Regions from separate parts of the Zea mays genome. Here region 1 is linked to region 2. A link is a contact called in public Hi-C data. All regions are on one chromosome and are shown on one strand. Each heading gives the region's core, a stretch centred on a gene start, on an enhancer-like site or on the middle of the called end of the contact. The rest is flanking DNA. Distances are from core to core; before and after follow the strand shown. Region 1 holds the start of LOC100280719. Region 2 holds the start of LOC103636498 (universal stress protein PHOS32).

Region 1 (4,577 bases), core at 825-3,324, 150 kb after region 2:
CGGGTACTGATGGCATCATTCTCATTAAATAAGGGTACTACTTTAAGATCTAACAGTGAAAAAACAGTCTCACGGAGCTGGTCCCCAAAACTTGGATCCTTGAAATCACGATCCGTCACAAGAAGTTGAGATGACGTTACATCAAGCTGTAATCATATAAGCATCCTGTTAGAAACAGGTAACGCCAAACTCTTTTTACCACTAGGATACAAATTGGTGGTGCATGACTCACTTGGCTAAATAATGTGTCATAGATCGCCATCAGGACACTTTGACCAACAGCAGCACATGCCTTTCCATCAAAGTTCATCTGAGGATTTTGCAGATCTGCGAAGCTGCAAGTAAGGAGAATGGTCAGCAAGATACAGTTTGAGACAGAAAACACTTACAAGCCGTCATGAGAATGTAAGCCAAACTTTGTGTACCTGCTATGGATAAGTTTACGGTATTGGAGCCTCTGCCTCCCAACACCAACAGCTCCTGAGGTTACCAGAATCACCTCATACCCTTGAAAATTCAGTTGCTTCACCTGCATATGAAAGCAAGTTGGCTACTTAATGACATATACTGAAACCCAAAAAAAACCATGGGTGAAAGCATACCATGAAGATAATTTTAAAAACTAACTGTTTTGGCATTTGTACAAAAAAAAAAGACTACAGCTACTTTGATATACATAGTTTGAAAAATCTGAAGCTAGCCCTTGTAACAACAAGGCAATGAGGCCCCACGTGATAGCCTCATGCAACAATGAGGCACGCTATGAGCCTGACATGTGGGCCACATTTTTATGTTGTCACAAAGATGTTTCTGTTTACATTTTTCTTTTGAAATTTCCTCTATTATACGTATTGTACCTGTTCACAGAGAGAACCGAGCCTCCCCATGGCCAATCGGCCATTCATGCCAGTGACAACAGCCGTGCCCACCTGTAAGACAGCATAATAAATGTGAAACCAGCAAACATAACGACAAAATCTGGTAACTATATTTTTTGTTGTAAGCAAAACCTGCAGCTTAGCATTTTTTATCCCTTCATCTTTGTTTAGTGAAGAATCCTAAAAACTAAAACTGAATACACGTCCTATCCCAACGAGTGTCTTGTGAGTCAAAAAAAAAACAGAAACATCTGGGGCTGTTGTTTTCCCCATCCCGAGTTTGAACGATCAGATGTTGACCGGCACCACCAAACACCAAACATAGGGAACACGCGAAATACTATACTGAAACAATAGCGCCTGAGAAAGACAAAAACGTTCTCCATTCCCAACGGAAATACTTTCAGGTCGCAGATCCCAAACGAACAACTTTCCGCGTTTAGGACGGAAAGATATCCAGCATCGACTTCTTTTTTTTTAAAAAAAAAATACAGTCGCAAGCACGCCGCGAAAAGAAAAATGCGAAATCGGATCGAAATCGAATTCTCTACCCTCGCAAATCCGTACCGACATCGCAAAGACCTCACAGAAAACATGGGCCGCACGAAGAGCAACAAGACTTAAAAACGTCTCTGCATTCTCGCAAGACGAGACGATAAAAAGAAGAACGAAGAACAACGAGACAGGTAGGCCAATCACCTTGATAATGATTCGCTTGACGTCCTTCACGAATGCACGGGCAGGATCGGCGGTCTCCATGGCCATGGCCATGGCCGCCGCGCCTCCGATCCCTCCTCTCCCCATTCTCTCCTCGCCGTGGAGGCTGTTCCCTCGCTCGCTAAGTGGCTCGGCTCGGTGCGGTGCTGCGTTGCCTGTGCCGGCGCTGGTGCGAAAACAGAATCTCTCTAGGGTGCCGGGGGAGTACTGGTTGGAGGCGCGGTTTTATAGAGCCGCGTCGCGTCGCCTCTTCCCTCTTCCGCCTCCCGTCACGGGCGGGCCACACAAAACGCGCCGTGGCGAGATCACCCGCGCGCCGCCTGGCCCCTGGATCGTCTGCGGCGAGCAGGGCCCGTGACGGCCCGTCGGTGTCTGCTACGCGACCGCGGCCCCACCGGGCAGGGACGATACGGTTAGAGCCGCACCACGTGTGACGTGGCCTGTGGAATTGGGCAACGCATTGCCTAAAATATCCTTGACAGGGCACTGAGGGCAGGGCAGGGAAGGTGGTTGTGCTACGGCCTCTCAGGCTTTGATAGATTTTTTTTTGTACCACCAGCCCAAATGCCAGACGTCCTCTGCGGTGACCTGTTGCGCGCCCATTTGATCAGAGGTCGCGTCTCAGAACACCTAGGACCAGCCACCACAAAAATACAAGACTTAAATGAGGGCATGTTTCATATATGAGGCTAACAAAAAACCTGTATTTTGAAACGCTAATTACAAAGCTTAATATAATAAAAACTATGGTGGTTAATTGATGGTTAGAGTCTATTAGTCCTTACCAGCTCATAATTAGTTTATATGTAATCTAATTTGAGTTAAATGCATCGGCGGCTCCTAAACTTGTCAAAGCATGTCACTTAGGTCTACAAACTTTAAAAATGCATTTCTAGGTTTTCGCATCCCTAAATTTATAAAAATAGTGTGTCACAAGTTTATTACTGGACTGTAGTGTGGTCCACTTAATAAATTTAAGAACATAGAAATGCAATTTTAAAGCTCGTGAACCTAGGTGACATCCTTCAATAAATCCAGATGTCACTCATGCATTTAACGCATCTATTTTCATGAGATGAATTATTTTTCGATCTACCTGCATGCTTAGGGCCGATTCTAGGCATAGGGCTCCCCCTGGCGGCCACCCTAGGCCCCCAAATCCTAGGGGGGCCCACCTCCTGCATTTTATTATATAGCTAACAGGATAGCTAATGTTTAACTAAATAATCTAATGTTTGAGTTAAGAGTTTTGAAGCTAAACTTGCTAGAACCACCCATATCTTTTATGGATAAATTTGAGTACATCAATAAGATGGATTCCAATCATGTTTTTATAGCTTATCGAATCTTATTTAATATACTTGTCATGGTGGCATCAACCGAAAGGAGTTTTTCGATGTTAAAAATAATTGAAGAACTATTTTGAGGTCTACCGTCTCTCAAAAAAATGATTGAATGGTTTGGCCACCTTATGTATCGAGAAAAAAAATTAGATAAGATTGATATCAACACAATCATTAATGACTTAGCCTTCTACACTGCTACCTGGCCACACATCATCTTATGTGCTCCACCTCGCCTCGAAATTCCACGCTGGCATCAAGATCATGTCCAAAATGCTGACGCCTAGGCTTCAAAAGAAAATTGCCAACATAATTGACCAAAATAAGTCGGGGTTCATTCGTGGAAGATTAATATATGAAAACTTTGCCTATGCAGCCGAGTTGATCCAAACTTGCCACAAAAGGATTACGCCTGCTCTTATTGTTCAGTTGGACTTCGCTAAGGCATTTGACACAGTTAGTTGGCCTACTCTTCTGCGCATAATGGATGCTCGAGGTTTCCCTGCCAAATGGTGCGCCTGGGTTAACTCCCTCCTCACTTCCTCCCGGTCGGCAGTGCTGCCGCATGGTTGTCCGGGCCCCTGGATCCAGTGCAAGACCGATCTCAGACAAGGAGATCCCCTCTTCCCATACCACTTCTTGATTGTGGCCAACCTCCTTCACTTGATCATCAAAAGCTACCCAACCGTGCTGCACCCCTTGCTGATGGTGCTCTTGCCCCCGTGGTTCAGTATGTTGATGACACATTGATCATCGCCAAAGCCTCCACTGCTGGGGTCGCCCAGCTACGCTCTGCGCTTGATGCCTTCTCTAACTCGATAGGTATACACATAAACTACCACAAAAGTACCATTGTCCCGATCCATGTGGCACCCACCACTATTGAAACCTTTACCTCGATTCTTCACTGCAAGCTCAGCAGTTTTCCATTGTCGTACCTTGGCCTTCTCTTTCTGCAAAAAAGCTTAACATCCATGCCCTTGCCCCCTGCTCACAAAAACAAACATGTTCCTATCTGGATGGAAGGCATTGCTACTTAATAATGTTGGGCGCTGTGATCTAGTGAATTCAGTCCTCAACAATCAACTCATCTTTGCCATGTGCGCCTCCCTGATTCCCCCATGGGGTGGTCGATGTTGTGGACAAGCGTCGACATTCCTTCCTCTAGTCTGGGGGGATAAGGTCACCATATTGCATTGCCTTGTGTCTTGGAATAAAGTCTATAGTGAGAAAAGTCATGGTGGTTTGGGCGTATGTGATCTCAAAATACAAAACACCTACTTACTCCTCCGGCTCGTTCACGAGTTACACCAACCCCTGGACTCCCCCTTGTCGTCTGGTTCCAATCTAATGTCGTTGTCAAGCCAACTGGTAATCACTGGGGATAGCTTAAGAACTTGTTTCCTTTATACTATGCAATCACAATTGTTTGTCTTGGTAATGGTCGTGACACTACCTTCTGGCTTGATGACTAGCTTTGCTTCGGCCATCTCTCGGACCGCATGCCGGCCATCAGCAGCCATGCGACTTAGGGTCTGTTTGGTTGGGCTGTGGCTGTGAAAAAAGTTGCTGTGGGCTGTGAGCTGTGGAAAAAGCTGCTGTAGGCTGTGAGCCGTTAAAAAGCTAAAAACCGTTTGGT
Region 2 (4,790 bases), core at 1,596-4,095:
ATCTCGATGCTGACAATAGGTACGCCCCATATCATAGGTATTGTTTGGGTTATGACTTATCTTTAAAAAGAAACAAGTCTAAATTATTCCTCTCTTATGGACGTTGTCGAGATGACTCCCTAAGGGCTAGTTTGAACCATATTTTTCCATGGTATTTTTATTTTTCCAAGAGAAATTAATTCATTTTCTCTTGGAAAAATGGAAATCCCTTGGTAAAATGGTGTTCCCAAACTAGCCCTAAAATATTTTTAGTTTATTTTACCTTCCACTACTTCTTTGAATTGATTAAATTTACCATTCAACAAAATTTATCTTTTTTATTTCTTTACATATAAATTGAGTTTTCAGGTCAAATTTTGTTGATCAATAGTAGTAGTTAATGACCTAATTTAGCCTAAAAACGTATTACTCTTTTTCATAATTTTTCAATACGTTAGGGATTAGATAAGGTAATAGTTTTAATGGTATAAATTAAATGTGAAAATTTGTTTACAAAATCTTAATATATTTTTCTAATATAAGTTATGACGTTCTTAGTTACCTTAAAAAATAAGAGCTTGAATTTTCAACTTATAAGTGAAGAAACGAAAAAGGAAAATCTTCATCTTTTTCATTTCTCCACATACACTATGAAAGGTAGATACCCATAACTAGAGTACTCACTTCTATTGTGAGTACTCTATTGTCGATACCTCACCGAACACAGGGCATGTATAGGCTTTTGTCATGCGGCGCGGGTATGAGTGACTGCTCCCCATGTTATCGAGGCAGACGGTTGCACGACAATAAGCTCACATGGTCTGCACAACGCGCCACCTGACACCATGCCAAGCGGTTGTGTCTTGGCATCGTGCGCGAGAACGACACCATCATGGGCAGCTGCTGGCCTGGGCAACACATTCACCCTCCATCGCATTAACTCTCGTGCACGTTAGCGTGCATGGCCCCGACATACGTTATCATACTAGGCTCAAGGAGACAATTGGGACGCATGACACGCCTGGTCAGGTTATTCGCACGACGACCGAAGAAGAGATCTTTGTCTGCTGTTGCACTTACTGCTCCATATAGTATATATTTATGACAAGATTGTATGGGCCCACTTATTGAGGCTCAACTCTCTTATACGTGCCCCCTTATAAAAGGGAGGGCACGCGCGATACAAGGGGACAAGTTCATCTATACTCTTAGCAATACAATGGAGTAGGATATTACGCTCTGATGGCCCGAACCACTCTAAACCCTTGTATTCTTACATCTCCATAGGTAAATCCTAGACAACACCCTTGTTCATAGGATTATGCGGGTGCTTTCTACCACCCGTCTCGACCGCCAGAGACTACTCTCCGACACAAGGAATTCCTCTATTTGTAGCCTAGATTATAGGAATTTTTGTTAGGTTTGGAACGGCTAGCCGATGTGGCGTACACATGGATCAACCAGAACACATCGCATCGTTAAAGACAACTAATACCAATCAAACTGTATAACCAAAAAATGCCATGTGTTACCAACTGGTCGATATCGACCAGATCATTCAACGGAGCTGTCGATATCGCCGATCGATACCAGCCAGTAGTGAACGAATACATGATCTTATCAAGCCCCAGACCGGTCTATTAGATTTACTGGGCTAATACTGCATTCTTGTCTAAAAAGACGGTAAGGTAACTAAAGACACATACATGATTTATACCTTGGGCGTTGAAAATAAATCTTAGGTGCTAATTTTAGTTTGTTGCTTAGTTTGATATGCTACTCATATTAAGAAAGTACCCTTTATGTCTTTGATCTTAGATGTTATGTTAGTTGGTATTACTCGTATCAGAAAATCAGCATTTACATGTTTGATATAGAACCACGATTTACTTTATTTGTAATATTCTGACTAAGCAAGGGAATAGACTCTATAGAAAAAGCCATCAATCTTTGCAGCATCAAAGGAAGACCATGTTCTTCTATCTTTTGTGAGCTTGTGTGTGTTCTTTTGGCCTAATGTTTGCTACGACGAGGTCCTAAGGTTCTTGACAATTAGTACTGGAGCGACGATTAGTTAGCTCATATTTTGACGAAATCACTTGGCAAGACAAGATTTCATAAAACTCACTCCAAAACTAGTTTGATTGAAATGCTGATAGCTCGTACGGTCGTACCACATGACTCAGGAGGAGGGCTGAAAATGAACTCTGGATGCAAAGTTCAACTTGTTGCTTAGGGGGCGTTTGGTTAGAGGGACTAAAGATTAGTCTCTAGTTTTTAGTCCCATTTAGTCTTTTTTTTTTGCCAAACACTAGGACTAAAATATGGACTAAAATGATTTAGTCTTTAGTCCTTCACATAGGTGCTAAAAGGGACTAAACCATATTAATTCCACATTTATCCCTCGTTTAGTTCAATTGTACTAATAGCAGGATAATGTTAAAGGTCATTTTAGTCTTCTTATGAGTCATTTAGTATATTCTTACTATTTTTAGCCTCTAGAACCAAACATGTTAGAGACTAAACTTTAGTCCCCTAACTAAACTTTAGTCCCTAGACTAAAGAAACCAAATATGGCCTTAGTTTGGTATGCTACTCATATTAGGAAACTATCATTTACTTGTCTGATTTTGGATACTAAGTTTGTTGCTTAGTTTGGTATATTACTCATATTAGAAAATTAGTCTTTACGTGTTTGGTTGATTGTAGGACCCGTAAATTATTTTGAATGTAATCTTTTATTTAAGCAAAAGAATATAACTTACAAAAGGTTGTTAAACTTTGCAGCACCATGTTCGTTTTGTTCTCCCAACGCCCCAACCCAAGCACCCATCGTCGTGCGCGGCGCGGCGCTGCAGGGCAAGCCAGTCCGCCAGTAGGCCACGTCGCGTTCGCCCGCGCGCCTCTCGTGAGTCGTGACAGGCAGCCCGCGCACCGCGCCGCGCGTCTCTCGTCTTCTCTCTCATGAAAGGGCAAGTGTCGAGCAGCGGCCGGGCGCACGCACGCACCCCACGAAACCACAGGCTTGTCACGGGAGATCGATGCCAAAGCAATAGCTAGCCGGAGCGAAAGAAAGCGGACACCGCGATTATATTACTGCGGAGCGGCAGGGCAGCAGCATGGCGGAGCGGAAGATCGGCGTGGCGATGGACTTCTCGCCGAGCAGCAAGAAGGCGCTGCGTTGGGCGATCGACAACCTGGTCCGCAGGGGCGACACCCTCGTGCTCCTCCACGTCCGGCACCACGGCCGTGAGGAGGGCAAGAACGTCCTCTGGTCCCGCACCGGATCGCGTAAAAGCTTGCTCGACTGCCTTGCCTTGTGTACTGTTATGTTAATAGCTTCTCAGCCGCTCCGCTGGGTTTTTTTGAATCTGATGAATCGACGGGCAGCGCTGGTCCCGCTGGAGGAGCTCATGGAGCCGCCCGTGAGGCAGCGCTACGACGTGCCGTATGACGCGGAGGTGTTCGACATGCTCAACGCCGCGGCCCGGCAGAAAGAGGTGCGCGCCGCCGCCGCTCTCTTTTTCCTTCGCCGCGTCCGCGTCTATCTATTAGACTATAGACGGCGATGATATTACTGATAGCGTTCGAGCTCGTATATAACGCATGCACGTACGCACCATGCTCGACGAGCAGATGCGCGTGGTGGTCAAGATGTACTGGGGTGACCCGAGGGAGAAGGTGTGCGACGCGGTGGAGGAGCTCCAGATCGAGTCGCTCGTCATGGGCAGCCGCGGCCTCGGCCAGATCCAAAGGTACGCGCCCTGCATGCAGCAATTTTCTGACCGTGCGTGCGTATTTTATCTGCTCCATTCCATCAACCTGCAGGATTCTGCTGGGAAGTGTGACGAACTACGTGCTGTCCAATGCGTCATGCCCCGTGACCGTCGTCAAGTCGAAGTAGTGGCTCTGGCCTTTCATTTCCAGAAAGATGAATCTGCAGCTAACCTATACGCAAACCGAAACAACTAAATCCGATATATTGCACCTTACGTTTCAGCTGTTTTCACTCCATGATTTGTTTTATTTTTCTAGATGTACCTGGACACTGTTGTTTTCGTGAAAAAGGCTGCCAGATAAACTGCCAGCTTGTATCACTACATGAGAAAGTCACTGGACAGCATCACTATACCATTTCTTTTTAACAAGGGATAGAATGGTTCTGCGTGTGGTCTAAATTATCCTCTTTGCTGCCTACAGATCTGCAAACTGATAAGGTACTACCGATAGCTGATTTCCCGTCCTAAGGCCTTGTTTGGATAAAGAGGGATTGAAGTGTATTTTAGGGATTGAAAGGGAAATTAGTTCATATTACACTTCAATACACTTTATACCACCTCAATCCACTCCAATACAAGATTACCCAAACAAGCCCTAAAGGATTTCTGAGTTATGGGCACGACATTAGACAAGGTACTACCGATAGAATGTTTTTACCCAAATCCTCCTAATAATCAAAAGCAGTAAACTGTCCGGTTTTTTATGGTTTTCGAATTTTTCGGCCCAAACTCTGACCGGCAATATGCCGTGTCATGTCATATCGATACCTAGAATATTGTGGCTGTAATAATGCCTGAACTTAGGAAATAGAAGTTTTTTCCCCTGAAGTCGATACCTGTATAATGTAATTGACAAGAACAGTCTCCAAACTTCAGTCAAATCCCATCCGATAAAAAAAATGTACAATGTGAAGCCACCGCCGCTTCTCCAGCACTTTTTTTTTGCTTTGGAGTGACGATCCAACTGTACAGACATTTGACTAATAATTAGACACCAAACCCTTCATATTACTGGCGTACAATGGACAAGGA

The links. A called contact is a pair of places that touch in the nucleus more often than the background predicts.
Region 1: a contact with region 2 is called in a Hi-C map of bundle sheath, with 1.9 times the contacts expected there. The contact joins the promoter of LOC100280719 here to the promoter of LOC103636498 in region 2. A contact is called at or near these places in 10 of 25 Hi-C or Micro-C datasets (bundle sheath, ear, endosperm and 3 more).

Annotation. Positions count from the first base shown.
Region 1 is chr8:174,705,316-174,709,892 of Zm-B73-REFERENCE-NAM-5.0, forward strand. LOC100280719 reads right to left here and starts at 2,075. Exons shown (of 21, transcript NM_001153639.1): 1 at 1,578-2,075; 2 at 858-929; 3 at 426-529; 4 at 233-335; 5 at 1-146. The coding sequence starts at 1,682.
Region 2 is chr8:174,550,660-174,555,449 of Zm-B73-REFERENCE-NAM-5.0, forward strand. LOC103636498 (universal stress protein PHOS32) reads left to right here and starts at 2,846. Exons shown (of 4, transcript XM_008658841.4): 1 at 2,846-3,270; 2 at 3,370-3,479; 3 at 3,616-3,734; 4 at 3,808-4,127. The coding sequence starts at 3,099. The coding sequence ends at 3,883. LOC103636499 reads right to left here. Exons shown (of 6, transcript XM_008658842.4): 6 at 4,620-4,790.